2 separate regions of the Capsicum annuum genome follow, and region 2 is linked to region 1. A link is a contact called in public Hi-C data. All regions are on one chromosome and are shown on one strand. The core of a region is the stretch at or near the end of the contact, and the rest is flanking DNA. Distances in the headings are between cores, read along the strand shown. Region 1 holds the start of LOC107858478 (MLO-like protein 10). Region 2 holds the start of LOC107858479 (probable protein phosphatase 2C 47).

Region 1 (3,357 bases), core at 347-2,846:
CACATGGTTTAGACAAAAGGTATAAATTGGTGAATGGTGTAATTATAAAGAATACAATATGGAAACACAAGTGCGTGTGTACTTCAAAATGCTACCAGAAAAAGAAAAGACAAGCTCAAACATCCAAATCAAAGACTGAACTCCGACTAGATATCCTCAACATAATACACGCCAGGCAATAAAATTTCTGATGGACGAAAGGTAAGGTAAAGTTGACAAAGCATAGCATTGGATAATAAAACCTCTCTTTTTTCTCTTCCTTACTAATTTACAACAACAACATACCTAGTATATTCCCACCAATTGGGGTTTGGGGAGGCTAAGTGTACGCAGTCCATACCACTAACACAAAGGTGAGATAGAGAGATTGTTTCCGATAGACCCCCGGCCTCTTCCTTACTAATTTAATTGATCATAATTCAAACAGAAGCAGATAAGGGCGTAAATGGTTGAAAATAATCACCCGAAAAGATACGATCAATGATATTCAATCACATAAATATAATGTCCCAGAATCAAGCTTTGGTAAAGCACTTGGAGATGCAAAAATCCAACCAAGAGATGAGGCACATTTCTTTTGTGGGAAAAAAGTAAAAGAAAAAGCACAAGATAGGAAAACAAAATGTGCACAAAAACACAAATTCAAACACTGGAAATGACATCAAAAGCTAGAAAAGGATTGGGACTAGCAAAACAAGGAGAACAGGGAAGAACTAAGGAAGAAAAAGTGTTGATTTCTCGGAAGTTATTATCTCAGAAAGTTGCCTTTCTTCTTGATTACAATTTCCTTCAATGAAGAAAGTAACTTTCTGAAATAATAACTATTAGTTGAGGGACCATCTGAAATCAACTCAGAGGGGTTAGGATTAGAAAAACAATAGAACAAAAAGCCTTTTTTGGTAATCAGTATCTGAGCAGCCAAGAATAATTTCCAGGCTCTAGTGACAAAAAGAGCATAAATTAACTTCTAATTTGGTCAGACAAGACTTTCACAGATAAAAAGGTATTATCTTGATGTAAAAATCTAAAACTTAAATATCAAATATATCTTCAAAATCCTCAACAGCAAAACCAAGAAACAAGAAAAGGAATTTCTTCAAGAAACACTTATTGCAATGCTGCTAGCAAATAGAGATATCTTGTACATTAAAATCCAAGATTCACTAAAAGGTAGAAAAGAAAGAACCCACAATCAAGAAAAATACAAATTAAAGAACAGTAAGGTAAAACGACTAGGTTTTTAGGTAACATACGGTGCCAAGTTTATGGATGATCTTCTCCAAAGCAATAGAAATGAGAATAATGACAGCACAAACACCAGCAACAGCCCAAGTTGGTGTCTGATCAAGCTGTCTTGATGTACCTCCACCTCCACCAGCCATTGCCACCACCCACAAAACCTTCAGCAGAGAAAATATCACCTAAAAATTAATGGGTATCCAACAATATGGTCAAAAAACAAATTGGGTTTGAACACAATAGGATGTAGTAAATGCATGCATTTATTTGCACTGCTCTTTAAAAGAAGAAAACTGATATTTCAGTTTCTAGTCTACAGATGTGTATGCAAGTGAGCAATGAGTAATGACTAAGACCTTCCTTAATTAAGATGACAAATACTCACACTTATATTATCGTAGTTAAAAATACAAACTCCTTAAATTACTTATTTATTTTCCATTAATAATCTTTATACAATATTTCATTCATTCATCTTTATTTATCTAATAGATTAAAAACAGAAAACAAATATATATACCTTTTGTCATATTTTGGTTACATATATATCCATAACGTTAATAAAAATAATATATATATATATATCCCTCACACTTATATGGTAGGGGCATATGTGTACCCAAAGCATGACGAAGTATATATACGTATCATTTATCATAATTTTAGAATATATTTATCCCCTTTTCGTTTTACTTTTTAATCCCAAATAATTAATCGAAATTTAGTATCCGACCTAATAAATTCATCGAATCCGATTTCAAACCAACTCGATTCGACCTCTATTTATTGTTTCAAACTCAATATTCCCTCTGTATTTTCTCTTAAAGGTGAATCACAATCAAATTGCAGTGATTGATCGTTGCTACTAGTTGGTGTTTACTGGTTGGAGAAAGTAAAGATTAGGTCGAAGGTGGTCGGAACTAGAGGTGCGGCGATGATTCGCCGGTAGGGTGTTTTCGATTTGACGAAAATGGTGGCTATGTGGTGTTGATAGGTGGTGGGTCGTGTTTTCCCAACGAAATTTTGCTGGAGATTGAAATGTGAGGGATTCAATTTATTTGGTATTGTTTTAGCATGTTATGGATCAATGATTTTTTTTTTAACTTGGTAGTAGTGAGTGTTACTCTATTGCGTGTGTGTATCAATACAGGGGTGAGAAAAATTTATCTGTTATATAGGCGTCTCTTGGATTATTATTGGGACCGAGTCGGATAGTTGATTTATTGGGTCAGTAGTGGATTTAGGTTAATTATTTGAAATAATAAATTAAATTCAAATAAAAAAAATGAATATATTTCCGAATTATAATAAATGATACTTATATATCCTCCGTTATATTTTGGGTACGCATATGCTTCTACCGTTTGTGTGAGGGACATAGATGTATCATTCATTAATGATAGGGAGATATGTGTACCCAAAACATGACAAAGAATATATACGTATTATTTATCATAGTTTAAAAGTATATTTATTCTTTTTTTATATTTAAAATAATTATTTAATTTTATTTATTCAATATGAAAATTCTAAAAATTAATGTATTATATTATATTTATTTTATTTTTAAAATATTATTTTTTTATTTATTGTTTCTTAGGTTGCGCCAAGTTGTGGAATATTATGTACTCATATCGTGGAACAGGGCAACAGAAGAAGTCAATGGTTAAAGATTACGGTCGTTGTCGTAACGGTAAATGGGGGATTAGGGTAGATGGACAATGGGTTTTCCTAGGTTGTAGGGGGTTTTCTTGGAGGTCAAATTTGTTCCTAAATTTTAGGAAGTGTTAACTACACTGACAACCCTAATACTATGATTCAATTATTGATATACCTCCATATTTTAAATCAATCACTTAAATCTTCTGTACTAGGAAATTTTTGCATTTACACCGCTTATGATGTTTCCCCATTCGCTTCTAAATAATTGTCATTATTTTTATTTGTATTTTTTTTAAGAAAAATACTAATGACATATTAAATTAATTAAATTATTGTTATTTATTACTTTTTTCTATTTAATATTTTTTTTTGCATTATACTGATATATCTCATATTTATTAATAAAGATAAAGGTGAAAAAATAAGTAATTATACATTAATTTTATGAAATGCAAA
Region 2 (3,357 bases), core at 571-3,070, 150 kb after region 1:
TAAATCAAGAATCAAAGTTGTTTTGAAGGTTAAATTAATGAAAAACTAGTAATTCTAAGATTAAAACATTATTCAAGTGAAAGGAGTGAAATTGGGGTTTAAAATCAAGCCCTAAGATTTTTGGGGTTTTGAGAAATTAATCACGAAATTTCTAAGAAAAGGTGAATTCTTATCTTAAATTCGTAATAGAATCAAAAAAATAGATGTTAATCTAGCTTCCCGAGCTTCCACTAGTTTCACTTTTAAGCTATCACAGTATTTTAAGGTTTAAATCTCAAGAGAAAAGAAGAAAAATGAGCAAATTGAGCTCAAAACTGCTTTAAATAGTGCAGAAAAATTTGCACAGCTTTTTTCCCTTCCGAACGGACTTCGACGAGATGCCCGAAATTCGTTCGGAGTTCGATATACGCAAATAAACTATGTAACCACACTAAATTTGATGCTTCAAACTCAATGGTGATATCAAATTTTCAGAAAAACATCGTTTTCACAAAGTGGACCCCCAAAATTCAAAATCATAATTTTTCAAATCGAGGGTCGAAATGAGATTCAAAAGCCGTAAAATCACACCAAATATGTTATCATTCTAAAATTGATATTTTAGATCTGCTGGCGAAGTCAGATTTTGCATTCAAGGTCCTTTCGGCCAAATATGGATCCCACACCCATATTTCTAATTTTTTCAACTTTTCGACCTGTAGGTCGAAATGAGTTTGGGCGAATTGGGACCCGAACCAAAGGTCTACTTAGCCTAAAATAGATATTCCTGATCTGCTGGTGCAGTCAAAATTTACATTTGAGATTGTTTCACTAAAGTTTTCTCCTGGTGTCCATTTGAAACCAGCAAAGACTTCAAAATAGAAAATTGGCTCTAAAAGCCAAATGAACTGTCCAGTAATCAAACCGTCAGTCCCAGCAAGTCATAAATGACTTGGGGCAACTATGAAGAAGCTCAAACGGTGGAAACAAGCGTAAATATAGAAAATGGTCTGAAGGATTATTATATTTAGAAAACTAGTTAATCGACAAGTCCTTGTGGGTACAATATCTGGACTCTCAATCCTATATTACTTGTACGACCACGTACACTTGCGTGTGCGTTGCAACTCAACACTAGGTGTGTTTTGTCATCTGCGGTCACGTGTACATGATGTATTTGCTTAAACATAAATTGATTATAGAGGGAATATCCATCTAAGAATTCGACACAAGTATAACAATGTTTTATAAAATTCGAGCAAGTCCTTGGTTACCCATGAGACCAAATACAAGTGCATATTATGTCAATCAGGGGTGACTCAAAGGTAAAGCTAGTAAAGCGTTTGCTTTAGACCCCTAAATTTTGAGGCCCCAAAAAATTTAATATGGATTTTAAGATTTTAATTTCACTTAAAATAATATTAAAGATTGAAAAATATAAAAGATACAAAATTTAAATTAATAACAAAAGAAAGAAGAACGATCTACTTTTTAGAACTTTTTATCAAATTTTAATATTAATAAATAAAGTTTTCACAATAATATTCAAGGTAATACATTGCAATTAAATTAGTAATATCTTATTAATTAAAATTAGTCCTTACTTTTATAAATAATAATATTACTATGTGAAGTTAAATATTTAACGTTTTCTAAGAATACTAAAAAAAGTATTACGTAAGAATAAAAAAATAACTCTAAATTATTGATAATATTTTTATCATACATATTTAAGATTTTATATTAAAATTTGGTTTTATACCATTAATTTTATTGAAAAGTCTTGGTGTCAATTAAAATACCTACCATCCAGTTTCAATTCCACGTGTAAGAAAAATCTTCCCATCACTCTACCTACTATTATGGCATTCAAAAGCTCAAAGCTGGGATCGCCACTCCCCTCTATTTCCATATTCTCTACAGGTCAATTAATTAATTAACTACCTTAATTTTACTATACTTTCCTAATTATACTCTTATTTTCTTCTTGTTCTAATCAATTCTTCACATCTACGTATAATATTCTTGTTTAATCTTATCTTTCTTATTCTTAATTAATCAACATCTCATGTTTTTCTGAATTTTTGTTCAAAGTTACAAGTAAAATAGAAAAGAGGGCAAAGTGTATTCATAGTCATATTCGCATTGTTCCATAAATATGAATCTGTAGTAATGTCACACGGACATAAATTATAAGTAGTAATATGTAGTAATGTCACACACAAATATGTTACCATGTAATGGGGAAGTGGAAAATGGATACTGCAAGGAAAATTTATCAGACGTAGAAGAAAATCAAGAGGAGTTGGATCAGTCAAGCCTGTTAAATATAGGGAAGCCGCCAAGAAACGTTACAGGGATACGACATTGTATCAGCCAAGCAACATTGGCAGGTACTTCGGTATTGGTGAGTCGAACACAATTTTCGATACATTATTTAGCCATTTTGTTTTGTCAAATGAGGATATTTTATTGTTTTTTTTAAATATATTTGAAAGCGTGAGTTAAGCTGAACCTACAGAACCCGTCCTAGCACTTCTAAAGTCACTTGGTTTTGCTTGCTTTCATCAGTGTCTATTGGAAAAAATTTCTTGCTTGACATAATTTGTTATATACATCTTATGTCCTAAAACAAGAAGCTTGAGCAATATAACAGGATTGTGTGTGATTATCTTTGGTAAATCTCAGGACTTATGTAGGACATAAAAGGAGCTACATGAGGGGGGAATGTATATGATATAAGCAGTGTTTTTTCTCATTAGTAGTACACCTAATTACTTGGTAAGAGCAAGGTCTAGGGTGCAAATCCAACTCCAACAAATTAATGCTTCTAGTTTCTTATAGTACAAAGTAGGTAAAAAAAATGGTCTGAAACTAACAACAACGACTCAATGCCAAGCAAGTTGGGATCGGATATAAGAGTTCTTGATGCACATGTTGCTCCATTTGAGGCCGTATACCAAGCTAGCACTTGAAGGTCTATACACCTTTTACTAGCATATAAGCCTAGAGTCTCTGGTAAGACTAGACGATAAGCTGTAAAAAGTTAAACAAGATCTCAATTATATAAAAGTTTCTTTGTCTTGAGATTGAATAGCTTGATTGCTACGGTAAGCTAATAAAAAAACAATTGTCCACCTTCAATATTTTATGCCATGTTTAAGCAAATGATGGTTTTTTGTAGGTCATATGATGAATTATAAGTTGTTGCTAAATTGTGATTTGTTTGCATTAAACACAATCTTTCGTTTTTTTCAGTTGTCAATTATGCACACCACAGGTGCTGCAAACTTGAAGTCTTGTATATTGTATAACTGAAGAAGCTTCTTATATGTGTTCACGTGTTTCTGTAGTTTCCTAATTGAAGTTTTCCTTTGT

The links. A called contact is a pair of places that touch in the nucleus more often than the background predicts.
Region 2: a contact with region 1 is called in a Hi-C map of leaf, with 2.5 times the contacts expected there. The contact joins the promoter of LOC107858479 here to the promoter of LOC107858478 in region 1. A contact is called at or near these places in 2 of 5 Hi-C or Micro-C datasets (bud and leaf).

Annotation. Positions count from the first base shown.
Region 1 is chr2:6,352,396-6,355,752 of UCD10Xv1.1, forward strand. LOC107858478 (MLO-like protein 10) reads right to left here and starts at 1,597. Exons shown (of 15, transcript XM_016703142.2): 1 at 1,254-1,597. The coding sequence starts at 1,382.
Region 2 is chr2:6,505,825-6,509,181 of UCD10Xv1.1, forward strand. It overlaps LOC107858479 (probable protein phosphatase 2C 47), which reads left to right and starts at 1,821. Exons shown (of 4, transcript XM_016703143.2): 1 at 1,821-2,386. The coding sequence starts at 2,192.